3 separate regions of the Sus scrofa genome follow, and regions 2 and 3 are each linked to region 1. Evidence: chromatin contacts called from public targeted proximity ligation data. All regions are on one chromosome and are shown on one strand. The core of a region is the stretch at or near the end of the contact, and the rest is flanking DNA. Distances in the headings are between cores, read along the strand shown. Region 1 holds the start of PRKCE (protein kinase C epsilon type). Region 2 overlaps LOC110260021 (a long non-coding RNA gene). Region 3 holds the start of RHOQ (rho-related GTP-binding protein RhoQ).

Region 1 (4,173 bases), core at 1,298-3,797:
TGAGCCATAACAGGGAACTCTGGCAACAATTATTGATTGGAATTTTACATTCTAAACCTTCTGCCCTGCAAGGGCTTGTTTTTCTTTTCACATGAAATCTGGAGCAGAGGGTTATTTTAGACCCGTTGCCCCCCACCCCCACCCCCCAGGTAAATTTAAGGGTTTTCCCCTAAACAGGCTCACATCTGGCATCTCCATGGTTCCCCTAGAGGATACATATTTTCCTTCAGCCAAGTTTGAGAGGAGGATGGTGAGAGATTTATTTAGAAATAAGGCTGTAATAAGGGCAGGAAATTAGCAATGTTTGTATGTAAACAACCAGTATTCTCCCTTTTTATTTAAATATTCTTCCAATACAAACCAGAAAGTTTGGCCAGGTCTTTTAGTTACCCCACTTTCCTCCACCCCCAGACAGAAAGACTTGTAATTGAAAGGAGATGTCATCCTGGGATTGGTCACATCTGGGGACTGCATTCTGATTTTCACATGGTGTAACAAGCAGTCTGCTAAGAGGCAGATGCTGCCTTCCTGCAACCTTACCAGGTCCAAGGAAATGGTTGGAAATTTGGAGGTTATTGGTTTTAAGACTGCTTAGTGCCACTGAGATGGCAATAGATTCTATTTAATATATTTGGGCTTCTTGCCCAAATTGGAGAAGTGGGGGAATATAATACCATGCAAAAAGTTCAAGTTTAGTGTGTCTTTAATTCTAAATATATTTTCTGTTCAACATACAGGAGAGGAGGGATTTTGGCCAGTGTCTTTCAATCTTTTCTTCTCTGTTTTCAGGCAAGATAGAACTCATCCAACAAAAGAGTAGAAGAAGGTATGAAACACTCAAGAATCCCTAACTTTACGAAAGAAGTCTGTGCCTTTCTCAACTCCCCCACAGGGCTGGGGCTGGAGTGAGGCACAAAATTTCAGGGATGCCAATAAACTCAGCAATACAAATAATTTTTTAATGTGATATTTAAAATTATTCAAAATTTGAATATTATGTTCATCCTGGAGTTCTACATTCGTTTTGATTTTTTAAAAAAATATTGCATTAAAATATTTTTTATCTTGATGGCTGAGTTTGTTGGTAGCCTTTCAATTCTGCCTCTTTGTCAGGCATCTCACTCATGTCTAGCTCTGGCTCTGCTTCCAAATGCCTTTGTAGATCCAGCCCTATTTGCCAGTGTCTCCCATCACATGCCTTATGAAGGGGGAAGCATTAAATAAGAATAGAATGGTGGAAGGAAGAAGCAAGAAGGAAAATTTTCTGATGATCAAAGAAATCAAACGTGAGCAGCAATGAGATATCCCACGTGTGCTTTGTCAAACTGACAGACTTTAAAATAAGCCTGCAGCTGGTGGGAGTGGCCCTGGAAGGCACAACTTTTATATCCTGGCTTTTAACATGTGAATGGTCTCCACTGTCCCTAAGACTACACACCAGCATTCTCTGTACTTTGCCCCTGCATCCAGGAGGCTGGGCTTCAAGAAATTACTTGAAAGCTGGGGAAGAGAGCAGTGGCTGCAGGCCTTAGGAGAGGTTTTGCCACCACCACCTTGGCACTTTTCTGATCATTTCTGCAACCTGTGTGCGGCTCTGGGTATCCCGTTGTTCCAGGGGACTGCCTCTTTCTTCGCTTTTAAGCTTTTTTAAGCCTTTGAGCCACAGGCGGTGATAACCTTTTACCAGTGAGAAAAAGTGATCGAGAGGTAGGTTTTACATTTTGGCCGACGCTAACCAGACTCACAAGATAAACACTCAGCTTACCACGATCCCTACAAACGCCCTGACTTGACTTGGCACAAGGGTGAGGGCCGAGGTTTTCTTTTTCCGTTTGCACAACAGGTTGGGGAGATGACCTCTTCCCAGCTCTGTCCTTCGGCGGTTCCAACCAGGGCCGCGCCTGGGACCTCCGCGCTCTCCGCCCCGCCCTCCCAGGTTCGCGTCCCCAGGCGCGGGGCCGTCCCTCTCCGGGCCGCCTTCCCTGTCCCCCGCTCCCCGCGGAGGAAATTCTTCCCCAGCAGCCCAGGGCTCGACTCACGTGATCAGCCGCAGCCGCGGCTTCCAGCGAGAGTTTAAAGGTTACGGAGGAAATTAGCACAGAGCCACTCGCCCCCCCCCCTTTCCCCCACCTCCCGCCATCCCGGTGGACGCGCCCCGTTTTCGGGCAGCTCGGACGGCCGCTGTCAGCGCGCTGCCCAGAGCCCTGTCCCCCAAAAGGGCATAGGCAAGGTCCAGAGTAAATATGAAGTCACTTTGTAGAGAATAAACAAACACAAAACGGAGCCAGGGAGCTACTAAGCTTTCACTTGTCAACAAGTTCTTGCAGCCGGAGAAGTCCAGGGCAGACCCCCAAAGGGAGAACGTCCCCAGAGAATGGGAAGAGACGATACATGTTTTAAAACACATACCAAACCTTGCACAGCCTTCCCTTTCCCCCTTCCCCCACCACCGTGGAGCGGAGCGTCTCCGGACAGAATGACAGACAGACCGGCCAATACTCCGCAGGCTGCCCTAGCCTGCCAGAGTCCGAGTAGAGGTGGGGCTGGGGGAGGGTCTCGCGTCCTCTCCGGCAACACGACCCCCGCCACTCCTCCACCCCTGGTTCTAAAAGAGTGTTGGCGGCCGAGCCCGGAGAGATGCGCGACCCACTGGTCCCCGGGCGGAGACCACAGACCAGGTACGGATAACTGGCGGGCCCGTAGCCCCGCCCTCAAGGCCGCCACTCCCCGGGGTCCCGCGCGGGGTCCCCGCCTGGCTCCCCGGCCCGCCGCCGAGACCCAGGCAGGCTCGTCTGCTCTCTGTAGTCCTCTCCTCTGCTCACTTTTCCCGTATTGCTCCCCCAACCGGCAAAACTTTCTATTTCCCCAAACACAGGAACGCGCGCGCGCGCGCGCGTACACACACACACACACACACACACACACACACACACACACACACACTGACGTCTTTTGCGCATTTCCTGCATTAGAGGGAGGGAGACTCGCTCGCACACCGACGGAGGGAGAAGAGACCGAGGGGGAGAGCGGGCGGCGAGCGAGCGGCGGCCGAAAGCGGGGACGCGGGGAGCGGGGCGGGCGGGCGCCGGCGCCCGGGAGGTGGGGCCGCGCCGAGTCGCAGTCCCGGCCCCGCCGCCGCGCTGCGCACCGCCCGGTGCCGGCCTGCGCCCCGAGCCCGAGCGGCGGCCACCCCGACTCCCGAGCCCGCGCGGATGTGAGATTCACGGCTCCTGGCGCCTCCTGATCGCCGACTGCGGCGCGGCGCGTCTTCGTCCAAGAGGAGGCGGCCGGGCTGGCCGTGTGGCTTGTGGATTTTTAAAAATTTGGCTCCGAAGAGGACCATTTCCTCTCGACATGCATCCCTCCGGATAGACTGTACATCCCTCGGTCCATCCCCCGCCCCGCGCGGTCAGAGGCAGGCGCTGGGTGTTCGAAGAGGATCCGGGTTGAAATCTGCGCCCCCGGTTCAGGTCCCCGCCCCGTCCCACCGCCCCCTTCTCCTCCCGGAGTCGAAATTTCCCGGGGATTATGTTTCGGAAAGGTAGGTAAGAGCCGGGCGCGGCGCCCGCTTCCCGCAGCCCGGACTCGGAGAGCCAGCGAGGCAACGAGACAAGCCTCCGCGGCTTGCAGCGAAGCCGACAGCTCGTCTCCTCTTCTGGAGGTGCTGCTGGTGGTAGGGGGGAGAGACTTGCTCCAAACACGGACATCCCCCAGCTCTCCCCCCCTCCCTCTTTTCCGTTAGGAACCCAGCGAGGAAATACATGCACTGGCTGAGAATCGCCCGCGCCAGGGCGCAGCGCTACAAGGTGTAGGGAGAGTGTGGGGTGGGGCGAGAGGGGACCCAGGAGTCCCTGTGGCTCGGAGCGCCGCGGCGTCGGTTCTTCGTTCCTGCCCTCGGGGCGGACGGAGTGACCCCGGCTCCCACTCCCCGCCCCGACCATGGTAGTGTTCAATGGCCTTCTTAAAATCAAAATCTGCGAGGCCGTGAGCTTGAAGCCCACAGCCTGGTCGCTGCGCCATGCGGTGGGACCCCGGCCGCAGACTTTCCTTCTGGACCCCTACATCGCCCTCAACGTGGACGACTCGCGCATTGGCCAAACGGCCACCAAGCAGAAGACCAACAGCCCGGCCTGGCACGATGAGTTCGTCACCGATGTGTGCAATGGGCGCAAG
Region 2 (4,057 bases), core at 559-3,058, 780 kb after region 1:
CTATGGTCCAAACCTGCCACCTTCCCAAGCTCCCTTTCTCGGTGAGTACCACTCACCCGGTTATCCAAACCCGAGACCTGGGGGTCGTCCCAGACCACTCTCCCCTCTCTCTCTCATCCTCCACATCCAATCCATCACCAGCTCCCTTGTTTCCACCCCCACGGCCACCTCTCATCACCTCTTACTTGAACTGCCATCCGGGCTGCTCACTCACTCTGCTTCTAACCTTGCCTCTCCAGCCCTCCCCAACCCCCATGTGGTCAGCGTGGTCATTCAGTCAGGTTGCTTCCTGGCCTCTCTGCAATCTACAGAGGAAAGTCTCAACTCCCCGCAGGCAGGAGTCCCAAGCCCTCCCCTCCAACCACTGCCCCCTCACAGCCCACTCAGACAGTCCTGAACCCACGCTAGCAATCACCCCTGGACGTGCAGGCCTGCTCATGCCTCCAAGCCTTTGCGTAGGCTTTTCCCTGCTGGTCAAGTCCCACCCTGCCTTCCTCTCTTTAGACATCTCATTCTTCAAAGTTCAGGTGCCACGTCCTCCTAAAGACCTCGTCCAATTCCCCCAAGCAACCCAGAGCATTCCGCCCATTCTTCAGCTACCTACATGCCTCCACCGCAGCAATTATCCTGTGGTCTTGTAATTATAATAAACCCTCCCTTTGACCTCCCATGGTGGTTGTGAGGGTCAGATCATAATAGGGGAAAGGGCTAGGTAAGCTGTAAAACCTCGAATAGCTCTTAGCCATGAAGGGAGGCAGAAGCAAATAGTGAGAGACCCAAGGAAACAATTACAGTATGATATAATGAGAGTATCCTGACCATGCAGCTTTAGATGTGGAAACTGAGGCTCAAAGCCCTTCACGCTTCAACAAGGAGAAACAAGACTTGGATCTAACTGTCAGTCAATTATACTTCATTTTAAAAAAAGACTTGGATCTAAGCATCCTGATAACTGCAGAACATTAGTCAGGGTTCTCAAGTATAGCAAACAGAACCTACTCTTGCTTTTTCAGCAAAAATGCTGCAACCCAGGGAATTCAGTTCTTACAGAATGGATTGTGGAAAGAACATGAGCAAAGAGCTCTAGACTGGGCCATCAGGAATGGCAACCAGAACCTGTCACCTAGGAATTCCCATTGTGGCTCAGTGGGTTAAGGACCCAAAGTGGCCTCTGTGAGGATGCAGGTTCGATCCCTGGTCTCACTCAGTGGGTTAAGGATCTGGCGTTGCCACAAGCTACCATGTAGGTCACAGATGCAGCTTGGATCTGGTTTTGCTGTGGCTGTAGTGCAGGCTGGCAGCTGCAGCTCTGACTTGACCCCTAGCCCGGGAATGTCCATATGCCATGGGTACAGTCGTAAAAAGAAAAAAAAAAAGTGATCTCAGAAGGCTCTCTGGATGATCCAACCAATAAAGATCTTACTAAAGAAAAAACTAAAATAAACCTGCCACCTAACTTGCCCACCAGGGGAGCTTCCAACTCTGCCAGAATCAAGATGGCAGGGAACCAAATCTCAGCAAGCAGAGTCTTTGCAATCAAGAGCACACTGCCAAAACTCCAGTCTCAAAATCTGTGAGGCACTGCCACCCCAGTGACCGGACCTGGAGTCCCAGCTGTAGAAACATCCTCACCCAGATTCACATTGGTCACCAGCAAGAATCACCGCAACATGAAGACAACGTCCCTTCATTTCCACCTCCAGATACTGCATTAGTACATCGAGTGATGGAAATTTAATCCAGAAGCCTAGGAGCAAGGGAATCTGGGAAGTGATATTTTTAGCTTGCTAGCCTCTCAGGCACAGGAAGACACATTAGAAGGAGTTTTAAATGGATGTCAAGTGCCAACCCATGGCACCTACCCCACAGCACTAAGAGGGAATTGCATCAAGGGACATTCATCTCGTTATGAAAAGCTCCTCTCAGGGAGACACCGTGTTTGCTTGTTAGTTGGTTGGCTGGGTTTTTTACACAAAGACTTGAAGGACATTTTGGTTCCTAGGTGGATAAAGTTTTTCCTAGTAAGAACTGCTGAAAGAAATTCCTCACGTGGGGACATTCCATGGAGAACATCACATGATGTGACATACGGTGTCTCCAACAGCAGATACAGACCAGGCATTTGTGTGCTAGTTTTCAGGGCACTTTTGCTAAAAGCAAAGGTATGACATGGACGTGGAATCAGGGACCTCACTTGTTCCTCAAGTGTCATTAGACTGTCTGACACTTAGGTGGGTCACTTTCAAACTGTGCTCCTTGGAGCCTACAGATTCACGGAGGAGCCTGGAGACTCTGGGTTCCCTCTCCCAGAGCAGCCAGAGCTTCCTTTGTCTTATCTCATGTCCACATAAAATTCCCTTTGAAGAAAAGGATTTAATTGCTTTAAAATTTTTTTCTTTTAATCTTTGAAAATTAGTCTTTGACCAACTCTCCTAAGAGTTACTTCTTAGAACCAACTTTTGGTAGGAGCCCAACGGTGGACAATGTGAAATTTGACACCGGCCCACACGACCAGAATTCTGTTCGGCTGATCCAGACAGATTCAGAAGCTCTTGAGAGGCCTGAGATGGCCAATTATGAGGCCGCCTTTTCCAGATGGCAAAAGTCTGTGTGTTTTCTCCACCGTTGCCCACAGAACCCAGGTCCAGGCTGGGACCATGACACAAAATAAATTGCAGGATGTCAGCGTACAAGAAGAGCTTGGAGGGTCTCCATCCCAGGACCCTCATTTCACAGATGGGAAAGCTGAGGTCGGAAGGAGGGAGGGACTGGTTATCCACAGAGCTGGGTCCTCCCTCCCCACCCAACTCCCTATTGTGGGCACTTACACCTATCTGCTCCTGCCAGTTCTACATTTAATCAATGTCTTGCTTGCATCTGCAACTGCCTTAGAATTAAAATGCACACCCCACAATGCTAGCAGTGTTCTGCTGCAGGGGAGTGAGCAGTGACTAGAGATCAGTGATTCCAAGGAAACTGCAGCAAATAAACGTCTCCATCGATCATCTGAGCAGCTGTCTGAAAGGGTCTGAATTGAGGAATAAAGTGCCTCCTGCTGCCTTTTCCCTTCCAGAAAAGGATCTACCATTTTTGTTGTTTCTCTCCCCGCTTCTTAGGCAGAACTCCTGGTCTCCATCCCAAAACAGAGCCAGCCAAGCGTGGCTCAGCTGCCTACCCATCCAGCAGCAATAGCAGAATCCTGTCTCTGCAGGGAGAGGGACATCAGTCCTGGTGAAGGAAGCCCAGCCATGGCTGGAGACCTATCCCCCAGGCCAAGATCTGCTCTCAGTTCCTTAAAGCGATTGGTGGCTAGTCCATAGTATTCACAATAGCCAAGACATGGAAACAACCGAAATGTCCATGACAGATGATTGGATTAGGAAGAAGTGGTATATGGACACAATGGAATACCACTCAGCCATTAATAAAGAACAAAATAATGCCATTTGCAGCAACATGGATGGAACTAGAGACTCTCATACTGAGTGAAGTCAGTCCGAAAGAGAAAGACAAATACTATATGATAGCACTTATATCTGGAATCTAATACACAACACAAATGAAACTTCCCATAGAAAAGAAAATCATGGACTTGGAGAATAGACTTGTGGTTGCCAAGGGGGGAGGGGGAGGGAGTGGGAGGGACTGGGAGCTTGGGGTTAATAGATGCAGACTATTATTACCTTTGGAATGGATTAGCAATGAGATCCTGCTGTGTAGCACTGGGAACTATGTCTAGTCACTTATGATGGAGCATGATAATGTGAGAAAATAGAATGTATACATATATGTGTAACTGGGTCACCATGCTGTACAGTAGAAAAAAAAATTGTATTGGGGAAATAACAGTTTTAAAAAATAGAATAAAAGTTAATTAATTAATTTTTAAAAAAGAAAGAAAATGTGGTACATATATACAATGGAATACTACTCAGCCATAAAAAAGAACAAAATAATCCCATTTGCAGCAACATGGATGGAACCAGAAACTTTCATACTAAGTGAAAGAAGTCAAAAAAAGACAAATAGCTTATGATATCACTTATATCTGGTATCT
Region 3 (4,174 bases), core at 1,434-3,933, 850 kb after region 1:
TATACAGGAAAAGAATCTGAAAAGAAATGGATATATATGTATAACCAATTCACGTTTCTGTGCACTTGAAACTAACCCAACATTGTAAGTCAACTATATTCCAATAAAAAAAAAAAATCCTTCCTCAGTACATTCAGAACGAGGTAGGAATCATCTCCCTGAACTTCCAAGAAGACTGCTCTCTATACTCTTCCACAACACTGATCACATTATAGAGTGATTATCTGTTGAGATCTGTTTGGTCCTTCCAGCTAACCCATCAGTGGGCTGAGCTGGGCGTCAGAATAACTCTCCCCTCCCGCTCCTACTTCACATGCAACTGGTGGAATCAGCCCAGAGCTCGAAGTACTCCTGGCAGTCAGTTTTGGCTTTTCCATGGGCCAAAAAGATGAGGTCACCATCACCAATGAAGTCACCACTGCATGATTCATCTGACATCAGTTCCCCACTTGGAGTCCTCTGTTATTCCCAGAGCTTTTTCCAAAGAACCTGGAGTCCCTTCCATTTTGCAAGGTTCTGGAGCTGATCCTCCAGCTCCCTGGATTCCTGGCAAATGCCCATCCCTCTGAAAAGGAGCATAAGAACTGGGAGCCTCGAGTCCTGAACAGGGGGAGCCTCAGGAAGCATCCCCTCTACAGTCCTGGGACAGACCTAGTTATCCCTCGTAAAGGCCTGCCCCATGTCTCCAGCAACTGCTATTTCCCTGGCCCAAAGCTTTTACCAGGATCTCTCAGGACACATGCTGTAAGGCCCTAGCGTTCTCGAGGGTGAGCCCTGATTTCACCCTTATGGATGAGCTCACATTTCTTGATAAGAAAGCTGAGGCCCCAAGAAAAAAAGTGGCACGATCAAAGTCACACGGCTAACTAGTGTCAGAGCTGGAACCAAATGCCCTCTCCTGGCTGAGTGCACTCTAGTAGCTCCTACATCTCTCCTCATAGACCTTCCTTTCAGAATTCTAGCTCCAGCAAATGCTGCCTGAAGAAGTGATCCTGTGGCAAAGGGGTCAAGTTCTCTTTTCTTCCCCTCTAGAAGGAAGTGGCAGTGACTGGAGACTGGCCTTGAACCAAGATCCAACTTCAAGGCACTGAACTGCCTTCCTTAACTTGTCATTCCGCACACACAGAGTATCTTCCAGAGTCATTGCATAATCTAAAGCGTTTGGCAATATAAATACCCACACTCAGACACAAATGGAGGGGCCTGGTGAGACTTTCAGTGGGACCCCACGAGGAACTTTCAATAATCCAGGAAATCTTCCAGGACAGTGGAAATCGGATTTGGGGTTGAGAGTTGAGGCCTGGGAAGTGTGGCATGAGCACACAACTGAGCATTTCCCAAGGTGTGTTCCAAGTCCTTGAATGCTAGAATTCAAGGAGGAGGCTTTGCGATAACTAACCACTTCACCTCTGTGTGTCTCAATTCGCTTACCTACAATCTTAGGGAGATATAAGAGATGGTCCAGCTGACCTCGGCAGTGCCTCTCAGAATAGCATTTTCTGATCCTGCGAAGAGATGAAAGGAATCGATTGAACTCAAGTCAGCACTTGAAGGGAAGGGGGGGCGTGGTGTCAACGTGTGGGGTATCCTCTTTCCCCCACCCCTCTCCCCCAGGGCCTAAAGTTAGAAGGAGCATTGTTGGCCAGTGAATGGGACCTGGCCAGACGGGTGTTATAAAGCTTCTCCCAGGCAGGAGGATAGGAGATGTCGCTTGGATCATAAGCCACATCTTAGAGCTCTAGAGTGTATCACTCCTCAGGGACCACAACCTAATACCTTCGAGGGACACGGGGACCATAAAGGGGCCTCAGAGAATGTCGCCTGTAGGGGGAGCACAGGTACACCTGCCGCCTCCACAGTCTCGGAGTCTCCCTTTTCTGACGGATCAGGGGGAGGGGGGGAATGCATCTGTGGTTCAAGATGCTGTAACTCCCTTAGTCACCAGATTCATAGTAAATGATTCAAGCTCTGCTGCGAACAGCATAGGCTGGTGGTGGTGGGAGGGGGGAACCAAACAATAAACCAGAAGTCCCCACTTTCCAGCTCATGGACCACCACCCCTGCCCCATCACTCCGCGCGCCTTAAAAAAAAAAAAAAAAAAAAAAAAATTTTTTTTTTTTTAACTCTCTTGGCCTTTCTTCCTTCCCGATTTCTAGTTCTGTTGTGCACTTAGAGGCCGATAGGCTGGATCCTGCCTTCCGGGTGGAATTTAAATGTATATGTATAATTTTGCAGGACTGTTGCGTCATCGTAGCAGTCTTCGTGGTTCCCCAGGAGGCCTCCACGTCTTCTCCCAGCATCGGGGGCTTTGGACGCTTCTGAGAGCTGCCGGCACTTTCGCGAGGAGCCCTCGGCTCCTCCCGAGTGCTGGTCTCCAGCCCCCTCCCCCAGCCTCACCTTCCTCCCGCTCGCTCTTCCTCGGCTCCTCCTCCTCGCCCCCTCCCTGCAGCCCTCGCGGGGAGTCAAGCTAGGGTGAGCCCGCAGGGCCGAGCAGCGGCTGCAGGCTGGGCGTGGGGCGCCGGAGCCCGCGGGCGGGCGGGCGGGGGCGCCGGGCGGGTGGCCCGCGATCGGGGGAGGCGCCTGGGCCCGCCCTCCTCTCGGGCCGAGCCTGGAGGGGGCCTGGGCCGGCGCGGGGCGGGGAGAGCCTCCTGGCCCCTCCCCTCCGCTGCCCTCCCCAAAGTTGCCGTCTCCCCGGGGGCCGGCCAGTCTTATGATCCAGCGGATCCTCCTGGGGAGGCCGGGCCGGGGAGAGGGCGCGGGCGCCGAACAGCGGGGGCAGCGGGCAGGCGCAGCGACCGGGGCCCGGGCGGGGATCCGGGCAGCGACCGAGGCGGCGGCAGCGCCCCGGGCCCGCCGCCCCTTCCCCTCGGGCAGGGGGAGCCGCTGCATGGGGCCGGGGGGGCGGCCCTGCTGCGCGGAGCGGCGGCGGCGGCGGCGGCGGACCCCCCAGGCGGGCTGGGGCTGAGCCCGGGGCCGGGGCGGGGGCTCCGGGGGGACCATGCCCGGAGGCCGGCCGGCCGCAGCATGGCTCACGGGCCCGGCGCGCTGATGCTCAAGTGCGTGGTGGTCGGCGACGGGGCGGTGGGCAAGACTTGCCTACTCATGAGCTATGCCAACGACGCCTTCCCGGAGGAGTACGTGCCCACCGTCTTCGACCACTACGCAGGTAAGCCTCGGAAGTGCTGACTAAGGGGCCGCTCCCCGGGCCGGGAACTTTGGAGCAACTTTGGCTGAGCCCCCTAGCCGCCTCCCCTGCGCGCGCTCCCCGCCCCTCCCCCGCCGCGCCCTCCGCGGGGCGCCGGGCCCCACCCCCAGGCTTTCCCTCTGGCAGCCCCCCGCCTGCCCGATCCACCCCTCTTCTCACCCCCGACCTCTGTGCGGCGTCCCTACGCCCAGTACTTCCTAACCCCCTCTGTGCCCCGGGCCGACCTCGTTGACCTTCCTAGGGCCGCCTTCCTTACTTCCCAAAGCCCTGGGGGAGGAGGGTGAGGGAAACGTGGCTATGGGACTTGGGAAAAGAGATTGGGCAGCTGGGGCGCCACATCGCACCCCGGCCTCAGGCCACTTCCCGGTGAGCCGGGCACAGGGGAAAAGGGGTGGCATCCCCGGAGGCGCGCCCGCGTGCCTCCAGCTGGGTTGGGAGAGGAGGGTCCGGGTGGGGAACGAAACCGCCCCGAGCCTAGATAATTGTGAGCTTCTCTCCCCGCCCCCACTTCTGCCCTTGCAGTCAGCGTCACCGTAGGGGGCAAGCAGTACCTCCTGGGACTCTATGACACAGCCGGACAGGTGAGTGTCTGGGCTTCTGGCCGACACCCCCCTCCTTTTCCCCAATTCAAGACGGTTGCGAAGGGCCTTGGAAACTGTCTAGGAGCGAGGGTGTGTCTGCGAGGTTCCCTCTGGATCAAGTATCTCATTTTTTAAGTCAGCGAATTAGGAAAAGGAAAAAAAACAAAAAACAAAAAACCTTGGCAACATCGGGACCAGCCCACCCCACGTGAACCCCTGGGCTGAAAGTTTTTGCCTGTGTGTGCCTTCTGTCTGGTGCCTGGCGTGTGGGTCCCAACTCCTGTTGCAAAGTGGCAGTGGCCAATCCTGAAGCGCCCTTATTTTTAGTTGCCGATGACCAGGTCTCCCCTCACAGCCTTTGTCTGGTCCCTCATTGGTGAGTGGTCT

The links.
Region 2: a contact with region 1 is called in a targeted proximity ligation map of skeletal muscle, with 4 times the contacts expected there. A contact is called at or near these places in 2 of 5 promoter capture datasets (fetal skeletal muscle and liver), 12 of 47 Hi-C or Micro-C datasets (alveolar macrophages, brain, embryonic fibroblasts and 8 more) and 2 of 2 datasets of targeted methods (alveolar macrophages and skeletal muscle).
Region 3: a contact with region 1 is called in a targeted proximity ligation map of alveolar macrophages. A contact is called at or near these places in 2 of 2 datasets of targeted methods (alveolar macrophages and skeletal muscle).

What each region holds. Positions count from the first base shown.
Region 1 is chr3:94,862,923-94,867,095 of Sscrofa11.1, reverse strand. PRKCE (protein kinase C epsilon type) reads left to right here and starts at 2,547. Exons shown (of 16, transcript XM_021088295.1): 1 at 2,547-2,678; 2 at 3,743-4,173. The coding sequence starts at 3,940.
Region 2 is chr3:94,083,267-94,087,323 of Sscrofa11.1, reverse strand. The region is part of intron 1 of LOC110260021 (a long non-coding RNA gene); the gene reads right to left. Among named protein-coding and RNA genes, the nearest start is that of TMEM247, 18 kb to the right of the region's middle.
Region 3 is chr3:94,011,169-94,015,342 of Sscrofa11.1, reverse strand. RHOQ (rho-related GTP-binding protein RhoQ) reads left to right here and starts at 2,683. Exons shown (of 5, transcript XM_005662574.3): 1 at 2,683-3,167; 2 at 3,729-3,787. The coding sequence starts at 3,026. It overlaps ATP6V1E2 (V-type proton ATPase subunit E 2), which reads right to left and starts at 3,091. Exons shown (of 5, transcript XR_002342728.1): 1 at 2,399-3,091; 2 at 1,432-1,505.